4 separate regions of the Zea mays genome follow, and all the other regions are linked to region 3. The links are chromatin contacts, called in public Hi-C maps. All regions are on one chromosome and are shown on one strand. Each heading gives the region's core, a stretch centred on a gene start, on an enhancer-like site or on the middle of the called end of the contact. The rest is flanking DNA. Distances are from core to core; before and after follow the strand shown.

Region 1 (7,330 bases), core at 3,882-6,381, 200 kb after region 3:
TGGTCAAAATTTTTTTAGCAATTACTAAATATAAGTAAATACCAACCCAATTAAATAGTAGAACAGAAGTAACAACATCACCTGCGATGCAATGCATATGACAAATTGAATTTAAGTTCCATCAATTAATCATGTGAGGGTCCGAGCTGCTCATGATCGTGAGCACGGCTAGTATACCAGTTTTACACTCTGCAGAGGTGGCACATCTTTACCCACAAGTCATGTTACCCATCTGCCAAGGGATCGCGACTTCCCATACACCTCTACCGAGGAGGCGAGGCAGGGTAACACTACGAGGCTTTTACAAAGTTCCACTAGCTTCAGAAAACCCGCTACAGTTTATAGGAAGCTCCAATGCAGGAATCCCTTGCATGACCGCCATCGCAGCAAAATCATCCCGAGGGCCTCCCTACACTGACCACTCCCCTACTGCCCTTGCCCCTTTCGGGTAAGGTAGTCCTCCACTAGCTTTCCTAATTAATCAGCCAAGGGCGTCCCATTATACCCTTGTGGTAGCACTGTTTTCCCGGGTGGTCGCTCCATGTTCCAATTAACATAATGATCTTATTATGAACGATAAATAACAACGGATAACAAAAGTATAATCATGAGTAATGTATCTTCATACCCAAAACCACATAAAGCACTAACAAGTACTACCCAAAAAGTTCAGTGGTAACAAGGTATAAAGATAATCAAACTAGGGTAACCTATTGGGTCCCATCAAAATTAACCTATGCAGATCATTATGATTAATCAGAACATGGCTGGGTAAAAAGAAGTGATCAAGGGCACAACTTGCCTGTGACTTGAGATTCCAGGTACCAGGATGATCTTCAGATGACACGTGTCCTCACTGCTAAACATAGCAATACAGACAAACATGGTATAGGCTAAAATTAACATTACACCAATCATAAGAATAAACTGCGTAATAATAATCTACGCAATGTTACGAGATCGTAGAAACAAGAACCACTAAATTTGGAGTCGCGGTTACCAAGTTATGAATTTCGGAAATTATTTAATGCTTAGAATAGATTAATCCAAATGAATAATTTTAGTTCAAGTTTCATGGCTAAACAGTGTTACTAGTTGGTAGACAATATTAAAACAAAATTAATGTCACTGGAATGGATTAGTTTGGAGTTAAAATAAATTTAATATGAATTATACAAGTTTCTGAATTTATTTCTAAACTAAAAATCATTTTTTGAATTGTTTATCCCTTTTATTCTCTAATTGGACTGGGGACACTAAAACAGGAAACCACAGGGACTTTTGCGCAAGAAATCTGAGACCCAATCCAATGTCACGGGTGGACGGCGGGTTCAATCTATAAAACTACGGGGTCTCATTTGCGAAAGTGCCACGACGAAGGGTTACGGTGGATCCCCCGCCGCAGGATTAGAAATCAAGGGCCACGATCAACTTCGTCGATTCAATGAAACAGTGCTCATCCAGAACCGTCGATCGAGTGATCCACGACCGAGATTCTATGTGGACGAAGGGGTATACATAATCTAATCTAAACCGTTACTTCTCGGATCTGCGGTCAATATCCTACCGCCATCCCGATCTAATCCTAGACACCCCTAACCGATCCAACGGCCAGCAGGCCTTCTCCTACCCTGCTGGCTGAGCACGGCGGCGCCCGTAGCCCGCGCGGCGGCTCCCGCCGGCGAGGTACAGAATCCGCGCACAAGAGCACCAATCCCCTAATCTGAGACGATCTACGCGATAAGAAATTGATGGCGAGTACGCTGGGGGGTCTTACCGGTCGTCTCGGCGCGGAGAGCGTCTGACCACGGTGATGCAGGTTTCCACGGCGGAAACAGAGCGCCGGTGAGAGATTGTCGGTGGTTCAGCCAATTTCCCACAGAATTTGGTTCACGGCGAGATTCTCCAGTGTCAGGCGATGCTCCCCAACCCACCAGAGGGTGCCGACCGATGCTCAGGCGCGAAGTCAAGGGCGGCGCAGAGCTTTCTCTCTCTCTGCTCTCAACGACAGCGAACCAGATGGCCAACGCTAGGCCCACGGCTTTATAGGGCGAGAGCAGGGGGAGGTTCGCGGACTTCTCGAGCGAGATCCATGCGCGAACGTGGCCACTGCGGCCAATTTCTACGGCGAGGACGGTGGAGGTCGTTGGATCGTGCGGTATTTGCGCGGAGCTGGGTCACGGGGCGCGCGAGCTTGGGGAGAAGACGGCCTGCCAGTGGACCCCGCCCGTCGGTGTCCAGCAGTCAGCGGCGCGGCGCGGTGGAGAGATGGGCTTGCGCAGGACAATTACGGCGTGGGCGATTTCCGGTGGCATGACCTAACACGCGCGTACTGCGGAGAAGACAGACCTGGTCATCGGGTCCCACGGTGTCAGTGAGCCAACCACGCGGCCGACGCTGGCGTCCGGGGCCCATGTGTCGGCACCGGTCAGCTACCCAGGCCGCCACGGGAATATGGTGGCCCATTAGGGTAGAATTGGCCCAAGCGCGGCTGGGTGGTTTCTTTTTCTTTTTATCTTTTTTCAGATTTCATTTCTAGTTTTATTTTCCATTCCAAATTCGAATTTGTAATCCAAACTTAGAGTTAAGGTTTTCATGCACAAACAAAATATCCAGCATGATGCAACGTTTGTTTTTATTTTTATTATATATATATATTCCTTGCTTTATTTATTTTAAGCAACTTCTTCCAAGTGTATATTTTATACTCACCAAATATATGTTTTAATAAAATAATTTCTTTTGTACCAATTTATTAATAGTTATTTCAGATAACATTTCTAACATTTTATCTAAAAAGAATAACTTAATTTATATAAGATCATTAAATCTTTTAGTATTTAGTTGTATCTATTTAAGAAGATACGACTTAAAAGGTGATATAAAGAATATCATGTTTCAAATCCTCGTATCATTCTTATTAGAAATCCAAAATAATATTTTTGGGTGCTACAAGTTCTACTTTTCAAACTTAAGCTTGTCTCAAAATTTTGAGCACAAAGGTAAAAATGCAAGAACTCCATCATGAGATACATAATTCTATATTTCTTTATTTTGTTATTTGGCTAGTTTAATTCTATTCAATTGAACATTCAAAAGCATGAGAAACCCAATAATATCCAAAGGTTTCAAAAGTCCCTAAAACACTATCTTAAATATATTTATTTAATTATTTCATCATTATTATTATTATTTTCTCCTACCAATTTTGGGCTTTACAGAAACTCTGTCTCAGATGAGAGTAAAGCATGGAAATTAACCCTATCTACGCAACCACGGGCTGTCCAAAAAATATGGACAATTCGAAATAGATACAATTATAGATATGCAAAGATCCACATATTTACACTGTGTCTCTTTCGAACATGAGACACCTAACTGGGTTATGTGATCTACGATCATGATACAGAAATAGAGGTTATATCTAGGGTAGCGGTGGAGTCAGGCTAGTGGGGATGTGGTGCGTCGGTGTAGTGGCGCGTGGACGCCCCATTTGCTAAGGGGTCTAAAAGTTCCATTCATCTCTATCGAGGAGACGAGGCAAGGTAGCAGTACAAGGCCTTTCCAAAGTTCTACTAGTTCGAGAAGACCCGCTACAGATTCAGAAAGAAGGAAGAAGGAAGCATAGGAATCCCTCGTCCGGAAAGCTAAATAGATAGTCCGACCCAAGAACCTCCCTATACTCTGCAGCGATGCCTCCCCGCTTGCCCCTTTCAGGTAAGGTAATCTCTCCCTAACTTTCCTAATTACTTGGCCAAGGGCGTCCCATTCCACCCTTGTGGTAGCACTGTTATCTCAAGTTAAGCTCCATGTTCCAATTAACACCATAATCTTATCATGAACATTAAAGAATAGAATCACAATAATAAAGCATGATCATAAATCATATTTGTCTTAACACCCAAAACCACATAGAGCAATAGCAAATGCTACCCAAAAGTTCAGTGATAAATAGGGTATAAAGTAAAGCAAACTAGGGTGACCTATTGGGTCCCATCAAAATTAAGCCTGAACATGCCAAAGTGATCATAGAGAATATTATTGGGTAAAGAAAAGTGGTCAAGGGAACATCATTTTCTAATTGATTTCATTAAACTAGAAGCATGTTTGGGCTGCTGGTAACATTTTGAAAAAATCTAGGGTGCTTTGTGTAAGTTCCAGGACCTATATGCACTATTATTTGCTTCTGTGTGGACGACATGTTGTTTTCAAATAAAGCCAGGGACACATATGCAAGTTGTGCACGATGGACGGGGATAGCCGCACAAGAGCCGCCCGATCAAGATCGGATGGCCAGGATTAGATCTGCATCACTATGAACCGGTATGCGATTTCAACGCTTGGATCATGATTCCGCTGCCCACTTAGCGCCACGCCATCACCAGATCCGATCCATATGCCCAAAATCCAACGACTCAGATCCATCTCTGCAAAACGCTTCCCTTCATCTAATCTAAGTCGACTGTCACCTGATCAATGGTTGGGGACCCTCTTCCCCACCCGACCACAAGACTCAGCGGCGCCGCCCTTCCAAACCTAGAGGAGGACGACCGAAGTTCCCCGATACTTTCCCGAAGCTCCAATCCCGATATGAACGAGCTACACGTAGAGGAAGACGCGACAAACAACTTGAAAGGGTTTTCTCACCAGTGATAGCTGTGAAGTAGCCCGCTCGCAGGACGCAATGGAATCGACGATGGAGCTCCGACTCCGGCGTGAAATCGTCACGCGCTCCGATCACCACTTCGTCCGTCGATGCGACAACCGGTCTTCTCGAGCGTTGCCGAATCCCACTGACCCAATTGGTCGAGCCTAACAGTGGCGGTTCGCCCAGCACGACGCCTCTCTCTCAAGCCGCACGGGCTATGCGGCGGCGACAGCTCTCCCGACTCTCTCTCTTGTGGCGGTTTCGATGAGTCTTGCACGAAGGATAAGAAGGAGGGGCGTAGGTGCCCTGGGTCTTATCTCCCAGGTCGAGGGGACTGCCACCCAGCCCTTGCATGAGGGATAAGCAGGAGGGGGCACAGTGTTTGTAACGGCCATGCCCGCTATGCGCACAGAGGGGGGAAAGCACGACGCCTGAACTCTGGGGCCCACGTGGCAGAGAGCGTCGTGACACACGAGTGCTAGCAAGGTGCGTGAGGGGCTAAGCCAAAGGGCCCACCCGTCGGTGGAAGGTAAAAGAAAGCATAGAAGGCTGGTCCGTGCGGAGGGATAACGACTGACAGGATGTGCCTCCCTATCGGCACAATGATCCCGTGTGAGCCACCTGAGCCGCGTGCGGGATGCTCCTGTGGGCTGGGGAATTCGGCCCATGCGATCGAGGGAAGCTTTCCCCTTTTTTGTTTTCTATTCTTCCTTTATTATTTCTTTTCCCTTTTTATTTTAAATTCCAATGAAGTCTGATCACTAAATTAAGTGCAGAAATCAAAGCATATCAGCATGAGTGCATAGTTGTTTTAGTTATTTTTATTTGATAATTTCTTTTACATCAAACCCTTGTATATTGTTGAGATGCTAAAGAAAATAAACAAAACTCACTTAGACACTTGGTCTCAAGGATTATTGTATTTCTCCAACTTTTGGGTATTACACACGATAATTGACATGCGCGCGCACCCACACACATATATATATATATATATATATCAACGGCATGAAGGCCATCAATCACAAATATATTTTCAATCCAAAATGAATTTGATTAAATTGTATTTTTTGGATAAATTGAGAATCAGTGCTGTTTGCAGGACGGGTCTATATCGTTGGCTCGTTGTTGTCTTGTCTTGTTTTTTTTTCCAGTGCTGTACTTCTAGTTGTGGCCTTGTTCTCTCTACGGTAAGCATTGTGTATTGTGTGTTCGAGTTTTAAGCAGTTCCGCTTGCTATTTGTTTTATGTTTTCACTCTACTTTGGCCCTGTCGCTTCTGCTGGTTTATCGGACTGGATATCACTCGGCTGAAAGGTCACATCCTAAGGGCTAATTTGGGAATCTCAAATCCCCTTCGAGATTAGAGGGGATTAAGGTGAAAATAAACTAATTTTCTCTCTCATTACCTTCAATCCCAAAGGGAATTTGAGTTTCCAAACTAACCTTCAAAACCCAAAGGCCTACAGCTCTACTCCAGAGAGTACTGATTTTCTATAGTCATGCAGTAAATGTTGTTGGATTGGCTAGTTGTTGCAGCTAGAGCCAAGCAGCCTTTTTATTTCTCGCTCTTTTATGTTGCCGTCTCTTGAGATTAAAATAATCAAACCGAACCAACAGAATGAGCATATTCAGAGTTCTTTTTGAAATAGCCACAAAATATTTGCCGTAAATTTTATTATTGGGACAAAAAAACAAAAAAAAAATGCAACCCGGTCTTTTGAGCTGAATCTGAACATAGAACCCACAAAATTAGGGTGATGTGCTGCACATCACTGCAACTACGGCGTGCAGACCAACAACCGAAGCACTCACGACGGACTGAGTCAACTCAGCCAACTCAATCGACCACCACCAAAATTGCAACAACTCGAACAACTCACTCCAAGCGTTTTAGGGGGAAAGCGACAAACCCCAAATGTTTGGATTTTTCACATGTCATCGTTTTCAATCTAGGTTTGCCATCCTCCTCTACCACACAAAAGCAAGTAAAATAACCGGTCCAATTCTCACCAAGCTAGTCCACTCATCTGGTCAGGTAGTCCAACAGATCAACAGCAGCACAGATTGCCATCAACGGATGTCGTTTCAGCTCAGCTAAACGTATGGATCGTTTGCATCCATAGGAATTTCAATAGTTCAGATACAGAAAGAAACTTTAGAATCCGAGGATTCCATCCAAATGTGCCAGGGGATTTCAAGAAAGAACCCGGATAAAAAGAATAATGCCAACAATCTAGCTCGTTTGGGTGAGAATCTAGGATTATGAGATTTTTATTCTGAGGTGCCTTAGGATTCATTCTAGATAATTATTCTAACCCACAAACATCGTCAGCTTATTTTTATCTAGACGAGTGCGGGTTTTAGAATTCCATCCAAATAGATCCAAGAGCCCAAAAGCTTCAGTTTCCTAAGAAACACGGGTATTTGTTCTGGTTTTACAACTCACGAAAATGTAACTGGCAGCAACATTCATCAGACCCTCGTGGTGCAACGGAGCATACAGTACAAAAGCTGGCACTGACATGATAGACTCGATTGCCTGTCTGGTAGCGGCAGAACTGAAGCGTGTCAAGTTGTAGACTCCCTGGTCCGTACGGTCTGGTACCCGTCCCCATCGGCGAGATGCTACTTCTTTCGCGACTGCTGGAAGCGTCGGGTCTGGCGATGTGGTTGGAACCAC
Region 2 (6,772 bases), core at 2,334-4,833, 250 kb after region 3:
TAGTGCTCATAATAAGTGTGTTAAGCATTTTGATGATTTTCAAAATCAAAGACAAAGCATCTCAACTCAGCTTAGTCGTGCTATTGAAGAAGCAGAGGAATTGTATCGAATCTGCTTGACTTCATCTCTAGAATGTTCAAAGTTTCTAATTGCACAAGGCATGGCTTTTCGTGGACATGATGAGTCTTCAACATCTTTGAGGGAGAGTGGTTGGGATGAAGTGTTTGATGAGGCTAAGATATACTGTGAGCAAAAGAATATTTCGGTGCCAAATATGATGGATGAAATACCAGTCAGCAGAGGTCGTGCAAAGCGCCAAAATGAAACTACAACTTTCCTTCATCATTATCGTGTTGGGATTTTCTTTGTTGTTCTTGATACAATATGTGTTGAGATGAATAATCGATTTGGAGAATCCACTATTGAGATATTGACATGTTTCTCATGTCTTGATCCAAAGAATAACTTCTCTAGGTTTGATATAGATAGCCTTGTTCGAGGTGCTCAGATTTATGATGCTGATTTCTCTACTAGTGACTTTGCACAAATTAGACAACAACTTCATACTTATATTCTTCAAGTAAGAAGGCATGCAACATTTTCTACTTGCACTGATATTGCTAGTTTGGCTTCTAAGATGGTTGAGACAGAGAAACATAAGTTCTTTCCATTGGTTTATAGACTTATTGAATTGGCATTAATATTACCGGTGTCCACAGCATCTGTTGAAAGGGCATTTTCGGCGATGAAAATTATCAAGATTAATTTACGAAACAAGATGGCTGATGAGTGGTTCAATCATTTGATGGTGTGCTACATCGAGCGGAAAATATTTAAAGAACTTGATGACTCTACCATATTGCGACAGTTTCAAGGCATGAAGACTAGAAAGATGAATTTGCCTCGTTCTCTACCATCTTGAGGTATTTACCGTGCTACGTTTAAATTTTTTAGCACTAAGTTATTGTTTGCTTGAATGTTTATATTTTATATCTATTCTCTTGAAATTTACTAGTCTATGTTGAATATATACTTTAGAAACAATTTAGAAATTTATAATGATGCCCAGGCTCCGGTTACGAGCAGGCTCCGCCACTGCTCAATTCCATACTCATCTCATATCTTGAAAAGTAAATTAAATTCAAGTTAAACTAAATATGTACAAAAATATAATAAATTTATAATATGAAGTAAACAACATTAGCTTAATTACATTATATATTTTTTATAGTAAACTCACTTAGAGATATATTTTTTTATAAATTTAGCAAAAATTTAAATTTGATTGAATTCTCCAGACGCGAGACATATATTTACTTTTTTTATTACGTGATAGAAGAAACATGTTTAAGCTTTCTGAGAAGCCTTTAGTTTGTGAACACAATTGAATCGTTAAGAAATGCAAATGTCGAGCAGCAGGGCTAGAAATATATAGTTCCATTGTACCACATAGTCGTTTCACCTCCTCATGGTACAAATAAATTTGCTGTCTTATAATAAGCTTATTTAAAATTTATACCAAAATAAAATAGACCTCTATATGTGAAACCAATAAATTTTAGATATCTCTTTTTATTTTCTCTATTGTCCAAATGTAAATATTACATTTTTATTGTATATATATAATCTCTCGTTAATATATACTTTAAATAACCTAAAAATACATTTTGAGACGGAAGAAATATATTTAATTGCAATCAATCATATGCCGTCACATCATCTTTGATTTGCCCCCAAAGAAATTCAAGGATTGAAGAATGTAGGACAACTTCACAGGCCAGGGCGTCAGGCCAAGCTAGCTTTGAGAGATCTTCAGCAACAAACCTTTATAACGAAAAAGTGGCGCTGAAGTGAAGGCTTATCTGGTTCTCTATCTAACTTGCGACAATTTGCCTAACTTTCCTGTCTAAGATTAGTTATTCAATTCAAACGACTAATCTTATATAAAGTGTGGTGTAGTTAGCAGGGCCGGCCCTGAGCCTATGCGAGAGAGGCGACGGCCGGGGGCCTAAAATTTTTAGGGGCCCAATATTTAGTATCTATAACACTATATAATACATCAGTTTTTACACTTTACAAAACCCATCTAACCAAATAACTCACACACCTATAATATTTACGAAATCCATCAAACAAATTACAACCATATTTAACATAACATCAAAATTAACGGTTTAGATCATTGAATAACATCATCTATTTTGCTCACTCAAATCTAACAAACAATATTATTTGATCATCCTTTAGCCCTCCCCTCCCCGCGTCCCCACCGCCATCAATCCCTCCCCTCGCGCCACCACCGTCATCGTCCACCCCTCTCCTCCTCTTCACAGGAATGTAGCGTTAGCACGGGTTATATGCTAGTAGTAAAATAATATAGGTAGCCAATAGGGCGGGAAGGCTGGGCACACTGACGCCCGGTGCACATGGACAATGTGGCACGCGTTGCCCACTGCCTAGTCGTCACGCTCACGTCCCCGAGCATCTATGAGACCACATCCTCCACGTGATCGTCGTTCGTCATCTCGCCGATCCAACCCTCCAGGATTCCACGGAGCTGGGCACCACTGCGTTAGCCTTCAGACACGCATGGTCGAGCAATCAGAATTTAGGTTATTCGGCGATCGTCGTTCCTATTTTTCAACCTGCGAAGTGCTTATTTGTACCGATGTATATTATCTAGCTTCTTAGATTGTTTTAAAAATTAATTTCAATACACATCATCATTTATTTACGAAGTATTAATATGCTCCGCTGCATAATATAGAATTTTTTATAGTATAGAGGGCCTACCACGATCAATTTGCCGGGGGCCCTCAAAATCATACGACCGGGACTGGTAGTTAGCTACGAGAACCAAAGAGGCCCTTAATGAGACTCAAACAGGCGGCAACGGCGCCGCTTCCGGCGTGGCCAGCGTGACGGCCACGGTCTGCTGAGCGGTTGCCTTCCGCCGCGGGAGCTCGCAGCGGCAGAGCGGGCAGGTTCGGTGCGAGCGCAGCCACACGTCGATGCATTCGACGTGGAACAGGTGCCGGCACGCGGGAAGTTGCCGCACAATCTCGCCGGCCCGCACGTCCTCGAGGCACACCGCGCACAGCACGCCGCTCCGGCGAGGTGGTTGCCGCTCGCCCTCGCTCGCCGCCACGGGCTGGGCCGGCTGAAACGGGAACGCTGGCATCGTAGCGACGTCCGCCACGTCAGACAGCCCGCACGCGCAAAGGCGTCGCGCCAGGCGCGCGGGAGCTGCCTCTGCGGGCGCTTGAGGCTGCGGCTCCAGCTCCACGGCCAGAGCCCGGGTCCCCGACGCGACAAGACAGCCGAGGAAGACGAGCATAAGCATGATCGCCGCCGGGCCGACAATGACGTAGACCATGGTGACGGCGAGGGCACTAGTGCTGGAGACCACGGAGAGGGCCCCGCAGAGGAGCAACAGCGACACGACCGATGCCAGTAGCATAGAGCAGAGGCGGATGTTGTCGTTGTCCGGCGCCGCACGGTCCGACGCCAGCATCCTCGAACGGTGCACGCTCGGCATGCTTGTTCGGTACATGTAGCGCCGCTGGCATAACTCAGTCTCTCCTTGGTTGCGAACTGGAACTGTACTGGAACGTACAGTATTATAGAATGTAGGTGGCAGTGACAGTATTGCTAGGTCATTTCCTGAGTCCTAACAAAGTCTGTAAAGGTAGAGGGAGAAGCTATTTCGAGCGCAAGGACACACTTTTCGCACGATCAACTCAGACAGAGCTAGCCGCACGCAACGTTTCTTTTCTCGGACGCGATGCACTGCACCTCCCTGGCATTGAAGGCATGTATATCGTTCAAAGCTCGTGACGAATCTTGTTTGTTATCGTGAGTATACCAAAACTACTTCACTTTGGATAGCTTCATAACCATCAGCGTAAATATTGATAATATAACACTCTTAGTTACAGACTCAGTACAACCAATATGTGCTTCCTCAGGTTAGGAAACTGGAGGCATAAATCATCAGTTATTAATACACGAAAGGGCACAAACCAATAGAACATCCTTTGCTCCCAGATCCAAGAAGAACAATGAAATTTGGCCCATATGACAACTCAGTACAACCAAAATATAGCATAATGATCCATGTTGCACCTGCTCGCAATAGAAACTCACTGGTTTCCTTCATCCTGTTTAGAGTGAGATATGTTGTTTGCAGCTTATAGAAGATTACAATACAGAGGAGAAACATATGGTGCAGACGTTTGTTGTTTCTCCCTTGAGAAGAATGCAACTTGGGGAAATGTTTTATGAGTTCCATTTATCAGATTAAAACACTGAATCATCTTTCTACATAGAGCAGCAACAAGCAGAACCAGCATGAGGAGGGGGTGGGCGTCGTAGCAGTGGTGCTTGCTCCGCTTGCACATGACAAACCTTTCATTAATCCTTCACCAGCAGAGGGCGACATGGCAGCAGTTATGGCTCCTTCTCTCGACCTTGAGAGCGAGACACAAGATCAGGCGATGCTTGAGAAAAGGATGAGTTCCTTAGAAAAATTTCAAGCCAGAACACAGGATTGCTACTGGTCCCATGCTGTGATAAGCGACTTCCACCTTCGGGCTTGTTCGTTTTGGTGATAAATCCACATGTATTGAGTGGGATTGAGCCGTTTTAAATCCATAATAAGTCAAAATACATTCCAATCCCACCCAATACACTCCAATACACATTACACATGTAACATTAATAACCGAACAAGGCCTTCATCATCTAAAGTTTCAGCACCAAGATGAAGCCGGCGTGTTGCAGGAGTTGAGGTGGAATTTAGTATGCAAGATTTGGGAAGCACGACCACCAAGAAAATAATGAAGTCCCTGCAGATTATTTCAGAGAATGAAGTCCATACTAATATCCTCCCTTTTCTATGTTGGGATGGGCAAAGATTGCAGTGGTCTAGCGGCCTTCATATGCACGGCCTTGACTCGTCTACAGGTGTCACATCTTGCCACATAGCGTGCAATTTCAATCTTCATTTTTGTCCACCAATAGTGTTGCTTTAAGTCTTGGTACATCTTAGTACTTCTGGGATGAATGGAATATCGACTAAGATGAGCTTCATCCAAAATTTGTTGGCGGACTTCAGCATCTTTAGGCACTACTATGCGATCATTGAACCATATTATTCCTTGGTCATCTTTTCTGAAGCAATCTACTTTGTCGGCTTCTATTTTCTCATGAATATTCTTCATACCCTTGTCGGTTCTTTAGGCATCAATAATTCTCTGGAGAAGAACTGACTCAAGCTTTAATTGTGTCAAAGTTCCGTGTTGTATCATACCTAGGTTTAACTTTTCCATTTCTTGACAAAGGGTGGTGTCAGGGGTCCTTATTGTAAGACAATGACCGGAAGCTTTACGACTCAATGCATCTGCCACCACATTGGCCTTTCCTGGGTGATAATGGATTTCCAAGTCATAATCTTTAATTAGCTCAAGCCATCTTCGTTGTCTCATATTCAGTTCCAACTGGGTAAAGATATATTTCAGGCTTTTATGATCTGTATATAAATGACAAGTATTTCCCAGCAGATAATGACGCCATATCTTGAGGGCATGAACGAATGCAGCTAATTCCAAATCATGAGTTGGATAATGCTCCTCATGCCGGCGTAGTTGTCTTGAAGCATAAGCTATGACTCGGCCCTCTTGCATTAGGACACATCCGAGTCCACTGCCTGATGCGTCACAATACACATCAAAAGGCTTTTCTATATCTGGTTGAGCCAATACCGAAGCAGTGGTTAATAATACCTTCAACTGCTCGAAGGCTTCATTGCATTTGGAGGATCAATCAAACTTGGTATCATTCTTCAATAAACCCGTAATAGGTTTACCAATCTTGGAGAAATCCGGAATGAACCTGCGGTAATATCCAACCAGTCCAAGGAAACTTCGAACTTGATGTACCATAGTAGGCGGTTTCCATTCTAAAATATCCTTGACTTTGCTGGGATCGACCGCAATCCCTTTTGCAGATAATACATGTCCAAGAAACTGGATTTCCTCCAACCAGAACGCGCATTTGCTGAACTTAGCATATAGCTGGTGCTCCCTTAAGCGCGCTAGCACGATCCGTAAGTGCTTAGCATGCTCCTCTTCATTTTTGGAATAGATCAGAATGTCGTCAATGAAGACCACCACAAATGTATCTAACTCAGGCATAAACACCGAGTTCATTAAGTATGTGAAGTGGGCTGGAGCATTTGTTAATCCGAAAGACATGACTAAATATTCAAATAACATATACCGCGTAGTGAATGCGGTCTTGGATATATCTTCGGGTCGAATACGGATCTGATGATAGCCTGACCTGAGGTCAATCTTGGAGAATACCCGAGCTCCAGTAAGTTGATCGAATAAGATATCGATCTGGGGAAGAGGGTACTTGTTCTTGATGGTAACTTCATTAAGGGGTCTGTAGTCCATGCACATTCGAAGCGTCTGATCCTTCTTCATGACGAAAATTGCAGGACATCCCCAAGGTGATGAACATGGTCTAATGAACCCCTTCTCAAGCAAATCTTGTAATTGAGTCATGAGTTCTGCTAATTCATTAGGTGGCATACGGTACGATCTTCTAGAAATAGGAGCCGTACCGGGCTTTAGTTCAATCACAAATTCCACATCCCTTTCTAGAGGCAATCCAGGCAAATCTTCAGGAAATACATCCGGCAATTCACATATCACCGGAATATCCTAGATTTCTTGCACGACAGCTTCATAAACTCGTCTAGATGTTT
Region 3 (7,378 bases), core at 709-3,208:
TGGAAGATCAGACGATCGTGGCGATGGCGTGAAGACATCTAAGATGTGCTCTGCGACGCCTCGGCATAAGAGGTTCTCTAGTCGTGGCGGCATCAAGACATCTGGACGCTAGAGATGGATTTTGTGGTCAACAGGAGAGTAGGATAGCGCAAAACAGTGGCAAAAGTATGGTTTTCATGATTTAGTATCAACATAGATTTAGGGAGTCCTAACAAGGTTGGTAAATGTAGGGATAACATTAGGTTTTATAGGGACTTTGTAAATTTATGGACTGATTTATATAACTATTGGAGAAGAGTTTTTTTTAACTTGTTAAATTCATATTTAGAGACTTGTTTACATAACTTTTGGAGATGCTTTTAGAGGCTCTAAGATTCCACTCAGTTTAGGTGATGTGGTTAATTCTTTATGGAAGTCTGCACTGAGTCGAGGGTGGTCTTACAATCTATTTACCTTCTCACATTTTGTAGGAAAATAGTCATTACTGTTGATTAGGGGTCCAAATGACACGTTATTTGTTGCATTAGAAGTAGACTTAAATATGTCTCCACGAAGTACTTAGGGGTCCTAAGGTTCCACTGAGTTTACGAGATATAATTAATTCTTTATTCTATCTGTTTTGAATTAATCAATTGTAACTTATAAATATAAAAAACACGATTTGGAGAATCTGCTGTGGACTGGTCTATTTTCAGAATCTATATTATTTTAGAGAATCAGTATAGAGATATTTCTATATGTTTTATGTAGTTCCTAGCTACACAAACCGGCATCAAAGTGGAGTGTAGTAATTGGCAGTGGCATGTTAACATTTTGTGATCCACCGACGGCTTGTACTCCTCAAGAAAACCATACAGTTTTCCTCCCCTTCTCGAACAAAATGTTCAATGATTGTCATGAAGCAAGAGAGACATGGCTTTGCTTTTCTCAGAGTGCACAAACGGGACCGTATGTACAAATCACTACTGACATGTTGAATTGAGCTTGACAACGTTTTGGATTACTATACAGGTTTTCACCAAATTTCCCAACAAATGTCCACAAATTCGTTAGATAAGATAAGATGGATGAATCACTGAGGGGAAGCTAGCTAGACGGGGCTAATATCGTCATCTAGCGGATCGCCGCCCCCGCTGTGGAGCGGCGGCGGCACGGCGGTGGCCCGGCACACAGGGCACGTTGGGTGCGCCTTGAGCCACTTGCCGATGCACTTGTCGTGGAAGCTGTGGCCGCACCGCGGCAGCGCCCGAAGCGCCTGGTCCTCCCGCATGCCGGCGAGGCAGACGCAGCACTTGTCCTCTGCGCCGGAGCTGCCCCCGCTGCCTTCATCCTCGTCGTCGCTGAGACGCAGGAGCGACTTGGCGGCCGAGACCGTTGACCCGGTGTCCGGCGAGAGCCAGACGACCATGACGATGATGTTGGCGAGGCAGAGCGCGTAGGCCACGACGTCGGCCTGGCTCCGCTCGAAGACGACGATGACCAGCGGCACGAAGACCATGAACACGACGGCGAAGCAACGGTTGGCCAGCGTCGACGGCCGCGCGCCGTCCGGCGACCCCAGCAGCGGTGTCAGGACGGGCGGGGCGTCCGCGTCCTCCTCCTGCTGCGGCGGCGGCCGCGCCGACGGCGACGGGTCGTCGCGGGCCCCAGCGGCGGCGGCGGCGCGGCCGGCGATGGCGTAGCGGTACCAGCGCGCGAAGCAGTAGAAGAGGAAGACCTGGATCGAGAAGCCGCCGGCGAAGGCGGCGGCGACGTCGCCATAGTAGTCGTAGGCGAGGCGGGTGGCAAGGAGCAGCGTCAGGAAGGTGAAGGGCAGATCCAGCCACGGGAGGTCCATCGCCGCTGCGCCGCCGGCGAGGCCGCGCTCACCACCCGCGACCGCGAGCACCAGCGGGCTCAGCTAGCGAGGGGGATCCATGGAAGGAAAAACAGGACAGCTGGGAGAGATTCCGTGGAATGTCTAATCACCGCACCAAAATCTCGCCTTTTTCTGCGGGCAGGCAGGTCAAAGAAAGTTAATTAATAAGTGATTCAAGAAAACGATTAATACTGATGTGAATGCTGAGTGGTTTGCTTCGACATAAGCAAAAGTGACTGGCGCACGTATGAGACCGGATCACGAACTCTACGTCCGAAAAGAAAAGTTCGTGTTTCTTTCATCCGTACCAGATTTTACTGTTTTTATTGTATATTTGTTTTTATAAATTATAGATGCAGCAGTCTAAACAACCAACATTAATCTAAAGCAAACTGCATGGATGGTCGGGAGCTCTCTTTCTTTTAATCGAAAGATATTTACATACCTTCAGGGCCGATTTGGGCCGCGGACCACCTGTACCGTGGCCTGGGACTCAATTTTAAAGTCTTCTTCTATATATATGTTTTTCTTCAGCTAAAAAATCTAACCCAAAATTATAGATCAAAAGAACTTCTGCTTGCAGCGATTGAGCCTGGTACTGACAGACTCCATTAGTCGCTCGAGTAACGAGAACACATGCTATTCCAATTATTTCGCAAACCTGCGTGGCTGTGCTTTCTATGTTACCAACGGCGCGGCCACCTCTTTCCAGTCTTCTATTGCTCTCCACGGGACCCTGTAGCAGTGTCGTCTGCCTCCGCCAGTTCGGCCTCCGCCAGTCCCCCTCCGCCAGTCCGCCTCCAGCCTCCCTGCGACCCCGGTAGCAGTGTCGCGCGCGTGCCTTGCCCAGGTGTAGCGCCTCTACCCAAATTCACCCTGTCATTACATCTTCTCCCAAGCTATACAACTTCCTCAACCTGATTCTCTTTCTTTTCTTATTCATAGGCGAGGGTGGAGCGCCTTCCTGGCTAATGGGCAGCGACCACCTGAGCAGCGAACACTTTGTGCTGAGTGCTGACTGGCTGCTGCCATGTGCCTGTGATTCTCCCCTATTATAAGGAATTGTTCCCGAATGTCAGATCCCATTTCCCTGCCTATCATAGTTCTACTAGATTGTTTTAAATTTGACTACCTCATTCTTAAAATATTTATCGTCCGCTAGTTCATTTTGTTAACTAAATTATGAAAAATGAAAAGACGGATTAGTACATTATTACATTTATAGAGTAGTCCGAGACATTAATTTTACGGAGCTCCGTCACTGCTTACCTAGCTTTACTAGAAAGCTTAACGAAAGTCTCAAAAGAGCTCTCTCGTATCTCAGTCCAGGGTAAAATAAAGCTAATTAGTTATCGAGGGTCTAAGACTGAACGGCCGGTCTAAATTCAGTTATCTAGGACTAGAGATTGAATTTCTAATTAAGTTCTATTTTGGTCTTGGCTTAGCTGGGTTTGGTCCTGTTTCTCGGTTCCAGGTAACAAGGACCAGTTGTAACCCACAACCACAAGGAGCAGTTTAGCAGACGATTCTGGGCGTCGCTGTCAGCAGGACTGTGGCCCATCGAGCAACGCGGCCAAGTGGGCTTAAACTGCGGTAGTAGCATGTCTCGCGGACGCTGATTCGCCCACCAGTCTCTTTCAGCAAGGTACGTGCAGCGGTGAACGGCGATGGAAACTGGAAATGGGAAGGAAGCGTCTCATTTTTTTTTCGCCGTCGGATGAACGGTGGCTCCACTCCCAACATGGATAAGCATGAGCGCTGGCCGATGGACAGGATTGGACGATGGAGACGATGTCCCTGCAGGAGCCGAAATCTAGCGACCCATCCAATTCAGGCCCATCGTCGGTCTTTGTCCACTAGCCCACACAAAGAGTTAGGACAAAAAAATCGAATGAGACCTACATCTACATAGGGTGTGTAAACGGTGTGAATATTGTCCGATTGTCCGAAGAGATCAATTATCTGGTCGGATAGTTTAGATATCCACACCATATTTAGATTTTGGATTTAGATACCAATAGTATAGTTCGAATATCCGATACAAACATGGGATAGTGGATATGCGTCGGATTTTGGATATACGAATATCTTCGTGGATATATATTTTTGGATAGTTATGTCATTTTGATGATTTCATGAAAAAAGAAATCAATAATACACAAATAGCCTTAGATGTTTATGAAATTTTACGGAGGCGCAACATATGTCCACATATAAGTCTCAAAAATATTTAGACCATGAAATCCACAGGATGTCATCGTTTCTTCCATTTCAAATTCACTTCTTGCATGAGCTACACATGAAATTAATCTAAGTATCCAACTTTTAACATAATCAATACTTCACTTTATAATTTTCATGTGGGGACTTAAGGTATTATAGAATGTTTATTAGTCTTGTAACTTATTTGCATTTTTTGTCGACACTAGAATATTTTATGACTTAATTGTTTTTTGACGATTTTCTATAGAAAGAAATTAACATTCACCAATAGCCTCAGAAATTCATGAAATTTTACAGAGACACAACACATGTCTATATATAATCCTAAAAATGTTTGGCCATTAAAATCTACAAGATACTAATGTTTCTTCCATTTCAATTCCACTTATTGTGTGAGTTACACGTGAAATCACTTTATGTATGCAAGTTCCAACATAATCAACACTTTATCATTTTCATCTCATACTTGAGGTTATATTCTTATAAAATATTTATTAGTCTTGATAACATATTTACATTTTTAGTCGACAATAGAATATTTTATGAATCTAATTGTATTTTGATGATTATCTGTATAAAGAAATTAATAATACCAAATAGCCTCAGAATCCTTGTAATTTTAAAGAGGCACAACATATGATCACATATAATCCACAAAATTTTTGGACATAAAATCCACAAAATGCTAACGCTTATTCCATTTCACTTCCAATAGTTGTGTGAGTTACACATGAAATCACTCTAATTATCCAAGTTTCAATATAATCAATACTTCGCTTTATCATTTTTAGGATTATATGTGGACATATGTTGCATTGTAATTTTTCATGTGTAACTCACACAACTATTAACAATGCACCAATAGCCTTAGCAATTCATGAAATTTTACAATGGCGCAACATATGTCCACATATAATCCTAAAAATGTTTGAACTCAAGGAACGACTAAATGATTACAACAACCATGATATGTGTGGAATATTGTCTTACATGGTCACCGACGAAAAATCCGTTAGTGACGCTATCTGTGTCTGACTAGTTCCGTATTCGACACACCACTATTCGTATTTGCACCAGAAAACATCTATAGTTGTATTCATGTCCGATGCTATCTGTATTCCCATCCAAATAAAAATATGAACATAAATATAGTTTCTGTTACATCCGTTCGTATTCGATCCGAGTACACCCCTAGACCTAAATTAATTGGCAAGAAACGAGGGTCCACCATGTCATATATGAAGTCAAACAATTTTAGAAAGAAAATTTTGAGAGTTTTTTTCAAAACACACATTGGATGAAGAGAAGATACATTAAAACAACTGATCCATGTGAATGATGTTTCCCAAATTAAACCATCATAGTTGTCATCTTCAAAATGGCCAAAATATTTTAGCACCTGTTTAGCAGAGTTGTCTTCTATGGATTATTTTAGCTGGGTATTGGTTTGATGAACAAAATTGGCTATTTGCTATTGCAAAGAGTGGAGTTCACCACTTTTTCATTCAAAAATAACTTTGCAAAGTCCCGAATTAATTATATTGTTTTAATTCGTATATGGACGGTGGGTTCTATTCTTCTAGTCGCTGGGGTTATTTTGCACTTTTACGCGACTAAAGGGGTCCGGGTTACTAGAGCCATCCATCGCCAAACTAGCGGCTGAGATTACATCATAGCCTTTATCAAACGATACGCTACGCTGGCCGTTGGATCGATGATCTGCGGTCCGGATGAGATCTTGGAAGGGGTACGCCACTTCTAATCAGAACCGCACATCTACCATACAATGACCCATAACTCTTCACCCATTAATCTAATCTTGGTCGTCCATCATAGGACCGACGGCACATGACCTTCTCCCCCAATATCCCACCGGCTAGAGGCGGTGGCGCCCAAGGTCGCAGCGAAACCTCGCAGGCACATGGTGCCCCGACGATCCTAAGTGTTAGTTAGGAATCCGATATATACGCTCTACTTGATGCCCATAGTACGGAGAAACAAATGAGGCACTAGCTTATCCGAGATGGGGTGGCAATGAAGCTGCCCACGCCACGACACGCCTCCGAGGCGGTGCCTTTAATTCCGACAAGAAATTCCTGCTCACAAGGGGATCGATCCTGAACTTGGTTGGATGCTATGTGTTCTCGGAGCAAGGATGGGGACGAGGATGGTTATCTCGCCGGTGATATGGGTGCACACAGTCCTATCCACGATTTGGGGCGTATCCACGACGATGAAGTGGTCGTGGCATGAAATACTTTGCTCCCTAACCTCGAACATCACACCGTGAAGCTACGAACACCCTCTGTGCATCACGGCGAGTCTCCCCAGGAAGTCTCCAAGGGTGCGGTGGCTCAACTCTCTATCTCCCTTGCTCTCTTCGGTAATGGCACGCGAGGTGCTGTTAACAATCTGCTAGGCTAGAACACAAGAATTTGGTAGAGGCAGGGAAGAAGAATGGAAAGACGTAGAGAAGAACAGATAGCTAGAGAAGTAGAGTACGGTGGAATATAATTCTGTTACAAGATGCCCCCTTCCAACTCCTTTCTCATCTATTTAAGCTTCACGCAATGCTTTCAAGAAGTTGATCCACGCCGGCCCGGTAACCATCCCATTGCTATAGCTAGGCCTTGTCGAACGTTGCAGCCCATCTGGCGTGTAGCTGGTCCGACATACTCTTGTCCACTGTTGTGTTCCTCCCGTGCAACCCGCGCATTACTGACATTCCCCCCTCCTTAAGCGTCGGCTTGCCCCCAAGCCGATAAGGAACGTGATAGCACAAGTTCGCTTCCCGAAAACGGCCCTCTTCAGATTGGCACTGCAACACCTGTTCAAGTAGTGAGTCACATTCTAAGTTGAGACGCGGTTGCCAGATGCTTGCCATTAGCGATCGGTCCTTGCCGTTGGAGCAGACAAAGTCCTGCGTCTTTTGGAGAGTCCCATTTGTTTCCCTCCGACAGGCACCGCCCAGATCATGAGCGACCAAAATTAACCCAGGCAAGATGAAGACTAGATTGCCCTTTAGGAGCACCATAGACCTGCTATCCTGATCATGTGTGCGTTGAACTTGGCTATTCATGACTGACTGGTAGCACTCCAATTCTTCCCAAATGTAGAAATGAATTCTTCCATAGTGTACAGATTTTAGTTGTTGATAATTAAGCTCAAAGTCCACCAACAAGGCAATCCGACAAGGAGCACCATATGGGCGTTGATGTTTTTCCTCCGGATATGTAGGTGGAGATGGAGGCGGCCAGACGGTGTCACAATACCAAACTGCAATACCTCCACTCATGA
Region 4 (6,951 bases), core at 429-2,928, 180 kb before region 3:
TAAGGGTGAGGGACTTGATCTTATACAAAACCTGGAGAAACATTGGTTCCAAGATCAGCTGTCAGGTTGGCTGTAATTGAATTATGTTCAGTCACTGAAAACTGAATTTGCAGTGCATGATGCCCGGTTTCGAGCATTTTTGTGACAATTTCATGAGGTTTTGGTCCAAAAGTTTTATAGCAAGATGGAAGATAATTTGAAGGTGAAACAGTTTCATGTTGAGAGTTGGGCTTGCTACTGAGTAAAATGTGAAGAAAAAGGTGTTGAAATTTTCTATGTCAGGTTGGGGGTGAGCTGTTTCAGTTAGCTGAAACTGGGTGTTTCAGTCTTTTTGCTCTACTTTGGTACACCATAACTCTTGTTCTGAGTATTTTGAACCATGGGTTGCTATAGCAAGTTAGTAGATCTATGGTTGGGGAATAACTCTTGTGAATTAAGATGGATCTGTTGCTATTGGTAATTGAGAGAAAAAGGGGTCCCAATTTGGTCCTGCATTCAAGTTCGACTAGTTCAGCTAGGATAAAAAAAATATCAGCAGACAGGATCCCAATCTACTACACCCTTCCAGGAAACTCTAGAAAAAAATGGATGAGAATAACTCTATCCTGAACAAAATGGCGTGAAGGCAACAGAGGCAGAATTGAGCATATCATAAATGGTGACTCAACTACTCATGTGTTTTGCTGTCAGCACAGGATTAAGCCTCCACTCTTTACCTCTCTGTATATTGGTCCTGTGTGGAGTGGGGAAGTGAAGCCACGTGCCTACACTCATGTAACTGATGGTACCTCGAGGTCCCTCCTCATCCTGATTTCTTTGAACCTAGCTAGTGCATACACTTTGTCCCATTTGCTTAAGAGCCAGGCTCAGGAGCCTTCGCTGCCCCCCCCCCCCCCCCCCCCCCCCCCCCCCCCCCCCCCCTTAGTTCAGTTCAGTTCACCGTGGGTTGTAGTGGCTCACGTCTTCATGTCTGTGTTAGCGCTCCCCTAGCCGCACCGGGTGTTTGCCCAAGTCCTTCGCACAGCGATTCCCTGCGTTTGGTGATCACGCCGCCGACGTCTCACCCCATCAAGGTCAGGCTAACACGGTATAATTTTGTGCCCTGGGTTTAGTATTCCAATGCTTACGCTTGATGGTGAAGCCCACCGAATTGCCCGTTTGATCTCTAACATTCTGGTTGGTCCAGAACACCGGCTTGCCGTCGTGGATCGACGCCGTGAACCACCCCCAACGTTGACCGATCCGCTTACGACTTCTCCAAGCAAACTTTGATGAGCATCGTGTGCTCGGTGAGCCACTGATGCTCCCCATACTCTTCGTTTAAGTTCTACCATGTCCTAGGTTCTAGTCGTGGCTCGCCGGACTTTTGTGTTCACCGGTGTCACGGTGAACATAGCTCTTAAGGTCTCCGTAGCCGTTTCTACCCTGAGTGAGTTCGCCTTGGTCCGGGGCATGCGGGGGTGCCTCGATTTTCGCTGGGGACGGCCCCTTTGGCTAGTTGGATTTCGGCTCGCCGACACTCTAGCGCGGCGGTGTCGTGGACCCGCCGTGGTAAAAGAAACGAAGACCGAGGGGTTAAACGCGTGGGACTTTGACTCACTGCAATAGTAGAATAGGCTCGGTGAAATTAATTTGGGCAGTAGGGACTTGGCCGCAAAAAGGATAGGCGCGGGCGAGAATGGCTGATGTGGGGCCGTGCTCTGGCAAACCCGTGGGCCGAGCGTATGGTTTCGGGCCAGTACCATTGGTGGTTTTCCTTTTTCTTTTGAGTAGCAGGTTGCAAAATTCATTATAAATTATAGGAAACTGCAAAAAATTACTAAACTAATTTTGTAGAGCCCACGAAATTATGTAGTTTATATTAAAATTATTCTTAGGGTTTTTGCCATAATAAGTAAATTCTTAGTTATTTTAAAGTACGCTTGAGAAGCTTGAAAGAATTTTAGAAATAAAACCATAGGTCCAAAAATCATAGAAAATTTTGAGAAATTTATATACCTTTAGAATAACTCCTGGTCAAAGTTTGAGCATGTTTGGAATTTATTTAATTAGAAAACCAGAAACTAACTATGTATGAGTATTTAAAACACACTAATCTTTAATACTAATTTAGGGTTGGATCAAACTTGAGTCACACATAATGTCAAACACCAATATTGGCAAGCTTTGGAGTATATGTTCTCTGATACTTTGAAGTAGATTTAGTTGGACCACTTTAAGCCATCATTAGATAACCTAAAACTATAAGTATAATAACTATATGTTTACTTAAGAATAATTGAGCATTCCACCTTTCCCTTGTGAGATTGTGCATATCATATCATTACATGAGCATGTATTTCTAGTTGACTTGTAGAGCACCTAGAAGAAGAATTTGAAGTGGAAGTGGAAGAGGAGCCTGTTCCTCCACCTGAAACTTCTCCAACTGAGGTTATCGCCGAAGGTCCTCCAGAAGGTGCCCCATTTGGATTTGCTGCTAACTGCAATATCCTTATAGAAGAGCCCGACTCTCCTCCTCACAAAGGCAAGCCCCGGTGCATTTACCACCTACTTGCTGTTTTAAAACTTTTATCACTTATATGCTGCATTAGGTGGTAGGAATTTAATGATTAACCCTTTGCTGCATAACTTCCTTGAATTATTGATTATCATCCTTGATACCTGATTTGAAAAGCTAGACGTGGTTAGTATGCTTATAGACTAGGAACAAAAATGTTTTGATCTATGAATCTTGTTTTTACAAAGAAAAATGAACTAGAATGATGAAGGTATCAAAGGCCTTGATGACTTCATCATTTTAGAAGGGTACCTCTAACAGGTACCAGGTTTTCATAAATAATTTAATGTGAGACCAGACATTGAGCAGGAAAGGTCGTACTGTCTATGTCGATTAAGGACCATTCCGATTGTTGGCCTGTTGATCTAGGACCCTTTAACTGGCCACATGCCTCATCATTGGTAAGCTTAGCCTCGGTTGGACCAATACTAGAAAGGTTGGCCCGCAATGGGAGTGGAGAGATGGCGAGAGTATCGTGTATCCACCTGGCAAGAGGCTGGATGGTGGGGTACTGAGCTATCGGTTGGCGGGGACCTATTCTGGTCTTGAGAAACCCATGGCCGAGTTGACATATGCAAGGGTTAAGTGCTACATATGTCGTGTGGTTGGAGATCCCCAGCTGGGTATTAATCGATTCGCATCGCCAAACTTCTCGGATATGAAGACTAGATCTTCGACCCTCAGCGTAGTTAACAAGTGAAACAAAAGATGCTAAAATGAAGCTAGTATAGGACAAGTGAATGCTCTAGATTAGGCAAATCTAGATGCAGAAAATGAACTTAACTTGTGAAGTAAAAGTTTGGCTTAAGGACCCACTACTAGTAAGCTTTTCTGCAAAACTAAGTCTTTGAAATTTGGTAAGCTTTACCTTGATTCCCAACAACTAGCATATCCTTGAGGGTCTTTTCTTTAGTCGGGTCAGTCTTGCTGAGTAATTCCATACTTAGGGTTTTATTCCCATTGTTGTTGCCGGAGAAGCTATCAACACGTTTGAGTTTTGTTAAACTCATAATAGCGACTTTTACTTATGTGCATTATGTGTGTACTGTGGGAAGATGGTTTCTTCCCAGTTGATGTAATAAGTTAGCACTTTAACTTTACCTCGGGCATGTAATAATAAATACTATTCGGTTTGTATACTTAAAAGTTACTTAATGTCTATTACCTTATTGCAAAGTCTTCCTCTCAACTCCTGTGTTTAAAGTTTATGTTCATGTATGATTATTGTAATAATTGCAACTTTGGGTGAATGGTCCTTGGAATTGAACGAGTTCATCGAAACTCGGCACCCCGAGTAAGTTATCTGATCCACTTACATATCTATCCAAGGCCTTGATGGCAAGGATTGGTGTACATGGGCCCGATAACTTGGTTGGGCTGTGAAAGTAGGGGCCACCGGGGAGGTGCCACGTAGGGGGCCGCCGGGGAGGGTGTGGTGTCGTGGGGGAGATGGGCCGCGCAGGGGCCATAGGGAAGGGGCCGCATGGGGGCCACCGGGGGAGGGCATGGGGCCGCGGGGGAGAGGGGCCACTGGGGGCGCTGCCGGGGGAGGGCGCGAGGCTACCGGGGAAGGGCATGGGGCCACGGGGGAGAGGGGCTACCGTGGGCGCCGTCGGGTGAGGGTGCAAGGCCGTGGGGGAGAGGGGCGCGTGCCCAGGGAAGAGGGAAGGGGAGGGAGGGAGAGATGAGAGGGGAGGGGAGCTCACCTTGGGATTCAACAATCGGCGATAACCGTCCACCGGATCACACCTAGGGCAAGGAGGTGGGAGAGAGGTGGAAGAGAGGGAGAGGGAGTTGCTGCGCGGGAAACACAAAATGAGATAGAGAGTGAAGGGGGCGCGCGCATGTGGGGTGTGGGGCGCCAGGGGCGCGCGGCCAGGGTCCGGGCCGGGCTGGGCTGGGTCGGGTTGCGGGCCAGGCCGGAAACCCACTACACGCATGACCACTAATCGGAATCCAATTGCGAATCAAAACCCAAAACGAGGCGAGACGGACGCGCGATTAAACACAGCATCAGACAAATAAATATGCTTCGGCATGATGCAACACCCATCTCAACTTAGGTTTTTGTTTACACATGATATGGACACCAGTCGCTATACTACTTTGAAAATTGGAAGAAGGAGCAAAACATGAAGAGAAAAGAGAGTAACGCCGAAATTTGGTGAGTATCGAAGAAGAAAAATTTTACCCCTCAAATTCAGGGCATTACAAACCTATCCCCCTTAAAAGAATCCCGCCCTCGAGATTCAAGGTTGGCCAGCAAAGAGTTCAGGATACTTGGCCATCAGATCATCTTCACGCTCCCAAGTTGCTTCTTCCTCAGAGTCGTGACCCCATCTGACTTTGCACATTCTGATAGTGTTCCTCCTGGTGACCCTGTCTGCAGTCTCAAGAATATGCGTTGGCTTCTCTATGTAGGTCAAGTCTTCTTAGACTTCCAGACCTTCCACTGGCAACTACTCTTATGGCACACGCAGACACTTCTTCAACTGAGACACAAGAAAGACATCATGCACTACTGACAAATCTTCTTGCAAACTGAGCTGATAGGCCACTTCTCCACGCTTCGCGAGAATCTGATACGGACCAACATATCGGGGTGCTAGCTTGCCTTTGACTCCGAATCTTCTGACTCCTCTGATAGGTGATACCTTCAGGTAGACAAAACTCAGCTCTCTCCTTCTCGTGTCTGCATAACTTTGCTGCCTTGATTATGCTATCTTCAGGTTCTCCCGAACCATCTTGATGTTCTCTTCAGCTTCGAGCAAAATGTCTGGCCTGAACACTTGCTTTTCTCAAGGCTGATCCCAATGCAACGGAGTTCTACAACTCCTTCCATAAATCGCCTGAAATGGTGACATCTTCAAGCTGGCGTGGTAACTGTTGTTATAGGAGAATTCTACATAAGGTAACCTCTTGTCCCATCCGGACTGATCTTGCAGCGCACAGGCTCTCAACATATCTTCGAGGACTTGATTAGTTCTTTCAGTCTGACTGTCTGTCTGCGGATGATAAGCTGAACTAAAATTCAAATGCGTACACAAAGCTTCATGCAACTGCTGCCAGAAATGAGAGGTGAACAGCGTTCCTCTATCTGACACTATCTTCTTTGGCAGACCATGAAGACAAACGATCCGGGACATGTACAGCTCTGGCAATATTGCAGTGATGTAGCTAGTCTTGACAGGTATGAAGTGGGCTGACTTGGTCAAGCGGTCCACCTCTACCCAAATGGAATCGTAGTCGGCTCGAGTGCGAGGCAATCCGACTATGAAGTCCATCCCGATTTCATCCCATTTACACTGAGGAATTCGCAACAGCTGCAACAACCCGGCTGGCTTCTGATGCTCCGCCTTGATCCTCCGACAACTATCACACATAGCCATGTGCTCAGCGATTACCCTTTTCATTCCATACCACTTGAATTTCTTCTTCAGATCCTGATACATCTTCTCACTTCTAAGGTGTATGGAATAAGTTGTCTCATGAGGTTCCTTGAGTATCAACTCCCGAATAGACTGGACATTGGGAACGCACAAGCGGTCCTTGAACCATACCACACCTTCTGCATCTTACCAAAAATCTTTGCCTCTTCCTTCTAGAATCAGTTGCCGGATTTCATTGATCTTCTCATCATTCTTCTGTGCTTCTTTGATCTCCCGCTTTAAGGTGGGTTCTAACTCAACTGTTACTCCTTCCATGTTATTTAGAAATCCGAGGCTCAACCTGTCAAATTCTTTGGCCAACTCATAAGGCATGGGGTGAGCGACCACCATATTGACATGACTTTTCCTGCTTAAAGCATCTGCTACCACGTTCGCTTTGCCTAGATGGTAGTGAATTTCGAATTCAAAATCTTTGATCAACTCTAACCATCTTCTTTGTCTCATATTCAGCTCCGACTGGGTGAATATGTACTTCAGACTCTTGTGGTCTGTATACACATCACACTTCTGCCCGTACAAATAATGTCTCCATGTCTTTAGTGCATCAACCACTGCTGCCAACTATAGGTCATGGATTGGATAATTCTTCTCATGAACCTTTAGCTGTCGGGATGAGTAAGCCACAACTCTTCCCTCTTGCATCAACACACATTCCAAGCCAGTGTAGCAAGCGTCGCAATACATCGAGAAGGGCTTGTACATATCAGGCAAGACTAAGACAGGCGCCGTAGTCAACTTCTCTTTCAGCGCTTCAAAGGCCTCTTGGCACTTCTGGGTCCACTTGAACTCCACTTTGTTTGCTAGCAAAGCTGTCATCGGTTTCGCAATCTTTGAAAATCCTTCAATGAATTGCCGATAGTATCCAGCCATTCCAATGAAGCTCTTGATTCCTCGAGCATCTGTTGGCGCTTTCCAGTTCAGAATGTCTGCCACTTTCTTTGGATC

What was found. A called contact is a pair of places that touch in the nucleus more often than the background predicts.
Region 1: a Hi-C map of bundle sheath shows a contact between it and region 3, with 3 times the contacts expected there. The contact joins the enhancer-like site here to the promoter of LOC100192713 in region 3. A contact is called at or near these places in 4 of 25 Hi-C or Micro-C datasets (bundle sheath, ear, leaf and 1 more).
Region 2: a contact with region 3 is called in a Hi-C map of ear, with 2.4 times the contacts expected there. The contact joins the promoter of LOC100283611 here to the promoter of LOC100192713 in region 3. A contact is called at or near these places in 2 of 25 Hi-C or Micro-C datasets (ear and leaf).
Region 4: a Hi-C map of tassel shows a contact between it and region 3, with 4 times the contacts expected there. The contact joins the enhancer-like site here to the promoter of LOC100192713 in region 3. A contact is called at or near these places in 2 of 25 Hi-C or Micro-C datasets (ear and tassel).

The regions. Positions count from the first base shown.
Region 1 is chr9:69,025,017-69,032,346 of Zm-B73-REFERENCE-NAM-5.0, reverse strand. No RefSeq gene overlaps it. Among protein-coding and RNA genes, the nearest start is that of LOC100283611, 46 kb to the right of the region's middle. Within about 2 kb of position 5,131, at least 18 of the 20 cell types and tissues checked have an H3K27ac peak or open chromatin away from gene starts, as enhancers often do. A contact at or near this core is called in bundle sheath, ear, leaf and 1 more, where this site is marked.
Region 2 is chr9:68,979,115-68,985,886 of Zm-B73-REFERENCE-NAM-5.0, reverse strand. LOC100283611 (RING-H2 finger protein ATL80) reads right to left here and starts at 3,583. Exons shown (of 1, transcript XM_020544476.3): 1 at 2,794-3,583. The coding sequence starts at 3,553. The coding sequence ends at 2,879.
Region 3 is chr9:69,224,121-69,231,498 of Zm-B73-REFERENCE-NAM-5.0, reverse strand. LOC100192713 (Putative RING zinc finger domain superfamily protein) reads right to left here and starts at 1,958. Exons shown (of 1, transcript NM_001137915.2): 1 at 890-1,958. The coding sequence starts at 1,837. The coding sequence ends at 1,091.
Region 4 is chr9:69,401,513-69,408,463 of Zm-B73-REFERENCE-NAM-5.0, reverse strand. No RefSeq gene overlaps it. Among protein-coding and RNA genes, the nearest start is that of LOC100278708, 25 kb to the right of the region's middle. Within about 2 kb of position 1,678, at least 15 of the 20 cell types and tissues checked have an H3K27ac peak or open chromatin away from gene starts, as enhancers often do. A contact at or near this core is called in ear and tassel, where this site is marked.